3 separate regions of the Mus musculus genome follow, and all the other regions are linked to region 1. The links are chromatin contacts, called in public Hi-C maps. All regions are on one chromosome and are shown on one strand. Each heading gives the region's core, a stretch centred on a gene start, on an enhancer-like site or on the middle of the called end of the contact. The rest is flanking DNA. Distances are from core to core; before and after follow the strand shown. Region 1 has its middle 24 kb from the start of Gm32499. Region 2 has its middle 110 kb from the start of Gm32499. Region 3 has its middle 140 kb from the start of Gm32499.

What was found. A called contact is a pair of places that touch in the nucleus more often than the background predicts.
Region 2: a contact with region 1 is called in a Hi-C map of uterus, with 4 times the contacts expected there. The contact joins two enhancer-like sites. A contact is called at or near these places in 8 of 484 Hi-C or Micro-C datasets (the N1E-115 cell line, embryonic fibroblasts, nephron progenitors and 1 more).
Region 3: a contact with region 1 is called in a Hi-C map of uterus, with 4 times the contacts expected there. The contact joins two enhancer-like sites. A contact is called at or near these places in 1 of 15 datasets of contacts at CTCF or cohesin (pro-B cells) and 9 of 484 Hi-C or Micro-C datasets (the G1E-ER4 cell line, the N1E-115 cell line, nephron progenitors and 1 more).

What each region holds. Positions count from the first base shown.
Region 1 is chr15:32,131,289-32,134,301 of GRCm38.p6, forward strand. No RefSeq gene overlaps it. Among named protein-coding and RNA genes, the nearest start is that of Gm32499, 24 kb to the right of the region's middle. Within about 2 kb of position 1,318, at least 4 of the 459 cell types and tissues checked have an H3K27ac peak or open chromatin away from gene starts, as enhancers often do. A contact at or near this core is called in uterus, where this site is marked.
Region 2 is chr15:32,040,905-32,043,982 of GRCm38.p6, forward strand. No RefSeq gene overlaps it. Among named protein-coding and RNA genes, the nearest start is that of Gm32499, 110 kb to the right of the region's middle. Within about 2 kb of position 1,432, at least 19 of the 459 cell types and tissues checked have an H3K27ac peak or open chromatin away from gene starts, as enhancers often do. A contact at or near this core is called in uterus, where this site is marked.
Region 3 is chr15:32,018,949-32,022,215 of GRCm38.p6, forward strand. No RefSeq gene overlaps it. Among named protein-coding and RNA genes, the nearest start is that of Gm32499, 140 kb to the right of the region's middle. Within about 2 kb of position 1,558, at least 31 of the 459 cell types and tissues checked have an H3K27ac peak or open chromatin away from gene starts, as enhancers often do. A contact at or near this core is called in uterus, where this site is marked.

The DNA of each region.
Region 1 (3,013 bases), core at 68-2,567:
TATTTATATTATATAATTTGAAGAATTACTGAAAATCCCTTACTAGTATATCCGAAAGAAATATCCTAACTCATAATATGAATATATTACATATTCATATCTATAGCTAGAGGGTAAAATCATATTGCCTTCTTAAGATAATCTACATGTGGGGTTTAAATCATGTCTTCCCTGACTTTTCACAAAGCAGGGTATTTGCAGAACATGACTTTCTGCCTGATTGAAGACTACATAGGAGATGAAATTACATCGAAGGTTATAATGTTCTTTTTAATGTTACATTGTTAGAATATATATGGGACATTAGGATACGCTATCCAGTGATTTTCAGGAGGGAAAGAATCTTTTGTATTGAATAGAGCAGAATGAGCAAAGGGTAAATGACCCCCCTAACAGCGTGACTGTGGGCCTTGGTACTCCTGTGATGACTGTATCCTGAGATGACTTCAGCTTGGTGGGCTGGCATGAGCTTGTAATTTCACTGCTTAGGAGACTTAAGAAGAATAATTCAAAGTCACCTCAGGCTATACAGAGAGATGTTGTCTCAAACAACAATAACAACAATACAAAATTTAAAAGATACCATGTTTCTACTTTGCTCAGAATTCAGTTCATTGATGACTTCTGCTTAGGAGTCATGGTGATTGTAGATGTCCTTATGTGTCCTAGTATGTCATTTTTCTAGCACATAAGGAATGACTAGTTGGAACCACTGACTTTCCTGGATGATATTAACCACAATGGTGGCTTCAATGCCAACTCCTGTGGGTACTACCCAGTGACACAAGCATTTTAGACCACCTGGAACTGCCAAGGAAGCAGCTCTGGTCTAGTTTGTCTCCCAGGAGAGTACAGTCCATATTCTATCTGAAGGAGACAAGCTTTGGCCAAGCTAAGAATTTGTCTGTTCTCCATTTAATGTCAGCTTCATAGACTGTCCCATAGGAGTTTTCCATCCAAGGTGACATGACACGGTAAAGGGGGATGAGAATACCTTGGCTCTGGGACACGCAGTTGAGTGTGGTGGCAGGTCCTACTTCTGTCCCCACAGACTACACCAATTGCCGAAGTGAAATTACCTTAAGTTCTATGAAAGCTGAGTCTACCACCCCAAGGGAAACTTTTGGCAAGCGTGTTGTTTGCCTAATGCTTGGGAAAATATAAAGATGCTTTAGCTCTGCAGCAAAGCCATGCTTTACCAGTTCAGCTGTGTCAGCAATAAACGTAATGGTTTGTACACAATCTGCCTGACCCTCGGCTCTCTCTCCGTTGTTTCCAAATTTTGGCAAGGAAAAATAGTGCTAGATGTTAACCTACAAAAGTCGTAAACCTTTGCAGCACAGCCTCTCATTTAATGTGTGTTTGAGCTGGTCATTAATTCAGTTCTGTTCCCATGAATGTCCCAGATACTCCGATCCCACTGCAGATAAAGAAAAAAAAAAAAGAAGAAGAAGAAGAAGAAAAGAAAAAGAAAAGAAACAGCCTCATCTTCAGTGAGTTCATGACTTGGCAAGGACATAGATAATTAAAAGGAAGTCAGAAAACCATTGCCAGAGACTTGAGAAGAACAGAAACTTAGACACACAAAGCACTTGAAGCTGACTATGACCGCAAGTCTTAAAATATAGCTCTTTGTTGCCTGAGTTTTGAAGTAAGGTAAGACTCAGCAATTCAAAGGGGGCTTCTGGATGCTCCTTGCAAAACACACAGGGTAAAAGGAGGGCAGACACTTACACTCCCTAGCAACCACATTGCAGAGAACAGGTACTCCCTCCTTCCTTTAAGGAGGGTGGGGGAGGGGCTTACTTGAGCAGAAGACATTGAGCTTGACTTTGCCAAGATGACCTACTTACCAAGTAAGACCTGAGGGAAGGGGCTGTCAGGCAGAAGCAACGTGTCCTTAGGTGATGGGCTGGGAATGAGCCTCACATTTGGGTTTTGGGGTGACAATTGTTCTGTTTCAGTTTTAGGAAATACTCTTGCATAGAGGGAGGGTGTTAGAGGGAAAAAGGATGATTGATCCCAGGCAACACAGTCAATACTAAAGCCGGATTTCCACATAACTCTCTAATTAATAGGAAGCTACGGAGGACCTGAAGGCGGTTTTTATTACCCACTTTAAACCTTTAATGGATTTTAATTTTCAGAACAATCTTCCAGTTAGAGCCCAGCTCAGAAGGTACCTCAGAGGAATCTCGTATTCCATGCATCCATTCCTCCTTGCTGTCAACAGCTTACACTGTTGCGACATCTTTGTCGAAACTAATGAACTAATATCAGTGTGTATCTTTATTAAAACTCATACTTCACTCAGTGTTTCCATTATGAATACCTAGTGTCCCTTTCTGGCCCCAAATATTACAGGATGCCACATGACATTTAGTTGTCATTTCTCCCTCTGATATCTTTCTCTCCCTCTCCCCCTTCTCCTCCCTGTATTTGCCAGTAGCCTGGTCCAGCATTAGGACAATGACAGAGCTACTGGGCCATTGTCATCCACTCAGGTCAAGGGTATGTAATCCCAGCAGGAATTATGGCGGTTGGTGTTGCTTTCAACCTCTGTAAGGTTGCTATTCTTCCCTCTCCCACTCCTTCTATAGTTCTGGTTTGGGAAGGTTGTCACTGTGAGCAATGACAGTGCTCATGTGCAATTCCTGTGCCCTTTCCCTGTGGAAAGAGTCTCTACATCTCTACATACATGAATTATGGGTATTTTTTAAAAATGCATCGTGTGTGTGTGTGTGTGTGTGTGTGTGTGTGTGTGTGTGTGTGTGTTAGCGGGGCTAATTTATTGATCAGCTGGAGTTACACATTTGTGTACAGCCACCTTTATCTTTATTATTGTAGAGTTTTCTCCTTTCCAGAACTTTCTCAAGCTCCTCCAGTGTTGGTGCATTGGTGTCACGGTTGTCTCCTTTAATCAGAGGCCAAGTTCCTACCTGGCATGTCCCAACGTCCTACAGTTCTTTTTCGGAATTTTCACACACCGAGGTTGATTCCTTCTAAAGTGTGA
Region 2 (3,078 bases), core at 182-2,681, 90 kb before region 1:
GAATTCCAAAGACCAAGAGTATATTTCCTGTTTGTTGGTGTGGATAAGACCTTCAGAAGTCAATTTGCAGCTATTCGTAGATCCATAGTGTGTTAAGAGCTATCTCTATAATCTCCTTCAAGGTCTAAGAAACACTGTGGAAGAGGAGAAACACTATGAAATGCCGTCTTCTTGATATGACATGGCCTGGGAAACCATGAGCACACAGCAGCTGTGGCCACCTGTACTAGTCCCGTACACATAACAAAAGGCTTGCAACTCCGAGGGGCTCCATTTGGGAAGAGGGATACTAAATGCTAAGAGTGGTTGAAAGAAGGTAGTATATAGGAATAGAGTCTCAAGGTGTATATCTGATTAGAAATCGTCAAAAATATAAACTAGAAAATAGGGAGAAAATTGAGAGCTGAAATTGAGAGCTAGTAGGTATTTGTACTGCATAGCATACTGAGTGTCTAGCCCCATTCTTCACATGCTTAACTTAGCTGAGCCTCAAAGCATCTAATGCCCTAAATACTGTTATCATCTGTGTTAATGAAACTGAAACACAGAGAAGTTCATCCATTTGCATAAGATCACAGAGCCTGGAAGCAAGGTAGCAAGGATTGGAACCCAGACAGCAAGGCACTAGAGACTGGGTTTAGCACTGTCCTCTTGAATGTGGAGTCCTACAAAGGCTTTTGCATTCATTAACTCATTTACTGTCTGCAAGTGATGGTTTCTAACATGTAAGCCCATGAACCGGGATTGCTAACAGTGTGCGGACCTTTAGTGATGCATTATTCTTCCTGATATGCTATTTTATCATCTTGCTGCTCACAGTTTAAAGCACTAGAAATAACCAAGACAGAAAAGGTAAAATTGCAAGTCTTATTCTGTCCACCAACCCCATGATTCCTTTATTCTGGAGGATATCAGGATGACCCTTTCATCATGAAAGGGAAAGAATATAGGTTGATAAGTTCACAGTGCAGGTTAGACCAGAGAGAGTCTCCCGTTGTTTCTGAACAGTCCGCAGGATGCTGGGCTCACAGTGGGGTACAGATGGGCATGCTCGGGAGGCCATCTGGCCCTCGGAGGATTCTGGCCAGGCATATGTCCTCTGAGCCAGCGGAGCGGCTGCACTGGCTAAGTCAGGCAGATGCAGTTAGATGAAGTGCCCATTTCACAGCCTACTTTGTTCTGTTGGTGTTATTACCTTCTTAAATAGCCAAGGAGTTAAAGTAGAACCATTTAGCTGATCTTCCCAGATGTGTAAGTGAGATGATTTGAGTGGACACATGTTGTAATGATTCTTCTTTGAGGGAAAGGGGAACTAGGCTAGGTAAGCATTTAAATGGCTGGATTTAAAAGTTAATGGAGTATTCACAAGCCAGTGGAGTAAGGCAGGAGGCGGCTATGGGGCTGCAGAGATTTGATGAAGACAGGAAACAGGCCCTCTATGCCTCGAGGAGGAACGGAGGCCAGAGACAGCTGCAAACATTTGTCAGCTCTGGCAACTCCCATCTGAGAGCCAGGGCTCTCGCCTCCCTCTTACTGAGAGTTTCTGTCCTCCCTGCTTGTCTTCTTTTGGGAAAAGTTTCCTGGATTTTACTGCAGCTTATAAAAGGCTTGCCTTTTACCCTGTGAGTTCCCAGATAAGCATCACTCCCACTATCCCCAAAGGATGTTTTCTATAAGCAAGGATATTTCATTTCAAAATGGAATGGGTAGTTCCAAAATTACAAAGAAACAACTTTTGCCTTTAAGAAATGTTGAAGTCACAGGGAAGGGAGGCTTGGATTCTTTGGGTACGATTTTTTATCTCTAGCTTTTATATGTGTGTCAGTAGTGAGGACACAGTGTCCCTTCCAAGGTGGCTGGAGGCTGAGCCTGGGTAGAACCCAAGTTTGGGAATCATGTGTGGTGTACAAAGGGGCCTCCTCACATGCTCCAGCACTACTCCAACATCTAGATCCATCTTAGCAAGGTCAGCAGGATGTCTGTGTGAGTGGAGGGGTAGGAAGAGATCTTTGCTAGCCAGAGACACAGGCAAGAACCTCATTATCTGATGATCTAATGGCAGAGAGGGGGGGGAGAGAAGGGGAGAGAGGGAGTGGGGAGGTCCAGATGGCTTCCAGAGCATGTCCATCTGTATGCCACTGTGTTCTGAGAACTCTTCAGAGACACCAGGAGACTCTTTCTCTGGTCTAACCTGCACTGTGAACTAATCAGAGAGAGAGAGGTGGAAGGGAGGGAGAGAGAAAAATGAATGAATCAGTTTATGGAGGGAAGTATTGGGTGTATATGAAACATAAGGTTCAATGACTGGTGACCTGGATGGTTTAGCAACACCTTAGAAAACAGATGCCAGTACACCATCATGCTTGAAGCTCAGGAGGGTATGTGGACTAACCAAGAGGGTAGACAATGTAGTATTTAACACAGAAGTGATTAGGCCTGGTTTATGTTCTTTCACCCAGGCTGCTACATAGAAGATAAAGTATGAAGGGACCAGGGTCTGGTCAGCCAGTGTTTGCTCTCTGTCAGCACACCCTAAGCTTATCACCACTTCTGTAAGGGAGTGGGAAATAGATTTGCATTGGCTAGTGTCTTAGTCAGGGTTTCTATTGCTGCACAAACATCATGACCAAGAAGCAAGTTGGGGAAGGAAAGGGTTTATTCAGCTTACACTTTCCACATTGCTGTTGATCACCAAAGGAAGTCAGGATTGGAACTCAAGCAGGGCAGGAAGCAGGAGCTGATGCAGAGGCCATGGAGGGATGTTCCTTACTCTCTTGCTTCCTCTGCCTTGCTCAGCCTGCTTTCTTATAGAACCCAAGACTTCTGGCCCAGGGATTGGCACCACCCACCATGGGCCCTCCCACCCTTGATCACTAATTGAGAAAATGCCTTACAGCTGGATCTCATGGAGGCATTTCCTTTCTCTGTGATAACTCCAGCTTGTGTCAAGTTGACACAAAACCAGCCAGTACAGCTAGTAAAAGGGAGAGCTGGGACTGGAGCACTGGCCAATAGGAGACTGTACTCTCTGCAGTGCTGCACATCAGACAGGATCTGGATAGCTCAGAGAAAGAGACA
Region 3 (3,267 bases), core at 308-2,807, 110 kb before region 1:
AGATCCCGAACCGGGAAAATGGCGCTGCTTTTATAACCCGCAGCATGACGTTTCAGCACCTGATATGGCGTGACAGCTCCCGATTCGTTGCTTGCCCATCACCCCACTATTACACCCCGAGAATGGGAGTGACTAGGAGTGAATTCACTCTTGCACCTGCGTACAAGGCTTGTTTACTAGTTAGGCACAGCGGAGGCCCGCGCCATCTTATAATGGCGATTGCTCTCAGCACACACACACGGCTCTCCTCAGAGATTACTGGCGGCACGCACGCGATTGCTTGCAGCACGTATATTGCAGACAATTTGAGGGGTGGAAAGAACAATATAATGAGCACCCTTTATCATCAGACCAATTGCAAAGTAGTCACTGTTGTTCTCAGTGTATTTTACTTGAATGTGTATTTTTTGTATTGCCTAATGGAATTGCTTTTATTAGAAAATTATCCTTAAAATGTAAAGATTGTAAATTATATCATCATCGGAACTATGAACTGTTTTAAGGTTTCCTGGCTCTTCTGCAGACCTAGGAAAACTTTACTGAAGACTTCCAAACAGGTCAAGAGAGCTGATGGCTGGAAAAGCTCAGTAATTCTGATTTTTATTACACACCACAGAGAAATATTTCTCCTTAGATGTGTGACTTCTTACTCTTTCTGATAAGCGTCTCACATGAGCAGGAAACTGTGCTGTCTTGAGGATGTTTAAAGAAAAAAAAAAGCAAGGGATTTTCAATTTATGTTTATCTGTGCTTTGAGACTATTTTCATGAAAGGGATTTTATACTGTGCTTCAATTCTACTTTATTCCTGGTCACTATTTTGTGTTTATTTTAGTTTCAACATCTTTATTTTGATGATATAATATTAGATTAGATCTTTGCTACCTTTGGTTCAATGATCCAATAAAATCAATTACAATTCATTGTCATATACCATCATATTTTATGTCAGATTAACATGATCTTTTAAAACACTGAAGGAACACATTTATACTTGGTCATGTTGAAAGGCAGGAAAGCTTACAGCACTAAGCATATGACAGCTGATAAAGTGTAGATCATAAGATAGTCACTGCTTAAACTTATTTCATTTAAAAATGTTTAAAATAACATTTGAGTGGGGAAAATTTTACTTTGATTACCTGAGTCATACCAATACATGACAAGCCACAATCAGTTTACAATTGGGCCCTATACCTGTCCACATTAGGGAAGTATATATATTAAAGGGTCCTAATAACATCAGTTCCTTTGTGTATAAATTTCAAAAAAAATAATGACCCTAAGAGAGTGATCAGTTCCATTTCAAACAGAATCACAGAGCCCTAGAATATAATTAGAGGCTTGGGTTATTTTATTTATTTATTTATTTTAGCTTTACTTTCCTGGAGAGAACAAATTTTGGCAAAATAAAAAAAAATGTTGATCTTGAGGCATTTAATAACTTTTGTGAAGCTAAGCCAACAATAAGCTGGAACCACACACAAGGTGTTAGGCAGCTACATTTGGTTCTAATATGGCCCTTCCTGAAAGTGAAAGTAAATTTAACTGACAAAACAGTACAGACTCTCCAGTGGCTATTGTTTGTCAGAGTTCCTCCACTGTCCTTTGCAGCAGGCATATGTAACAGAAGTAGTGTTTCTCTAGAGGGCTACAGATCCATCCATAATGCTGTCTTTCTGTGGCTTTGTAGCACGCCTTGGCATTTGCCATTAAATGAAAACGTACAAACATATTTAATTGTACGTGCATGAAGACCAGATAAAGAGAGAAGAAGGGGAGGGAAGTCAAAACGGAGGAGAGGAAAAGGGAGTGGAGGGGAATGAAGACAGAGGGGAGGGAATAGCAGAGGCAGAGGGGAGGGGAGATGAAAACGTGGGGGAGGGGTGCTCACTTACACCAATCTGAGCTTGAGTCTTCAGACACAGAATATGTCTGCTTCCTGTGCTTCCTGCCTGGCCTTTTCTGTGTCCTGAGAAGCCTGGCTTCCATGACAGTTGCTCCTCTGCTGGCTATCCCAGTCTGGTTCTCATCTCCAAGTGTCATGGACTCTGATTTACGACTTTGATAAGTTAACGATCTTCCTTTCCACTTTTTAAAGAGAAGTTTATTTGGAAGGCTTTTAGGGAGCTTAATTACATTTCCTTTTATCCATTTGAAAATAAATTAAATAGCATTTCATTTACCCAGGCCATGTGTTCACCCTTCTGCCTTGCCTCCTCCAGACACACCATGCAAAAGAAGAAAGGAAAAACAGTGCATTAAGTTGTGTGTTTTATGGAGAAATTTCAGAATGTCCTGACAGATTGCAGAAATAAAGGCTAAACAATAACAGTGTTTATGCTTAGTAATAGGATAATTTATTACTAAATGAATGGAGTTTTGCTTTCTCTGCTTTGAAAAATGAGGAAAGACAGGGAAAAGATACTCCCTCCCAGCCCCCACCAAGGTCACATGCATTTTCTCTGACAGAGCCAGGAAAAGAATTACGATTGTTTTTTCCACATTTTACCTTCTGTTTAGCTTGGTGAGAGACTACACTTCTGTAAGTGCACACGGGCAGTGGGAAAGATAAGTTGTAGAATGGTAATGGTTCAGATCCATCTGTGTTGCCCTTCATCCTAAACAGAAAACGGGCATAAGACCAACGGATTAGTCTGCAGATGCAGACCAATGCTTCAGTGAGTTTTAATTTTGATCTGCAATGTAGACTGTTCCCCCATTTGCACTTTTGTGGGGCATCTGCATGAGAAATAGGCTTCAGAATATAAAGACGGATCACACTAGAAACTCCAAAGCAGTTCTTCTTTGCTGTTCAGAATTGCATGCAGATATCCCAGCTTAAATAAAAGTCCCTTAACATGAGAGAACTTAGTCACTACTGTGTATTGTAGTTTGAGGGACTTTTTTTCTTTTTGGTCTCTCAATCAAGAGAAGTAGGGCAAATTGGAGAGGGGGGAGGTGGGAGGCAGCAAGAGAGGAAGGGATGATAAACACACACACATATATACACACACATATCTATCTATCTGTCTATCTATCTATCTATCTATCTATCTATCTATCCATCCATCTATCTACTTAACTATGCAGAGAGAAAGAGGGAGAGAAGAGAAGAGAAGAGAAGAGAAGAGAAGAGAAGAGAAGAGAAGAGAAGAGAAGAGAAGAGATCAAGCAATAGCTTACAGTGTTTGGGTGTCTATCTGTAAAACTTTGCCAGACAATACCTCCAAAAGAGGTGACCATCCCTAGCTATTTATTAGCCGTT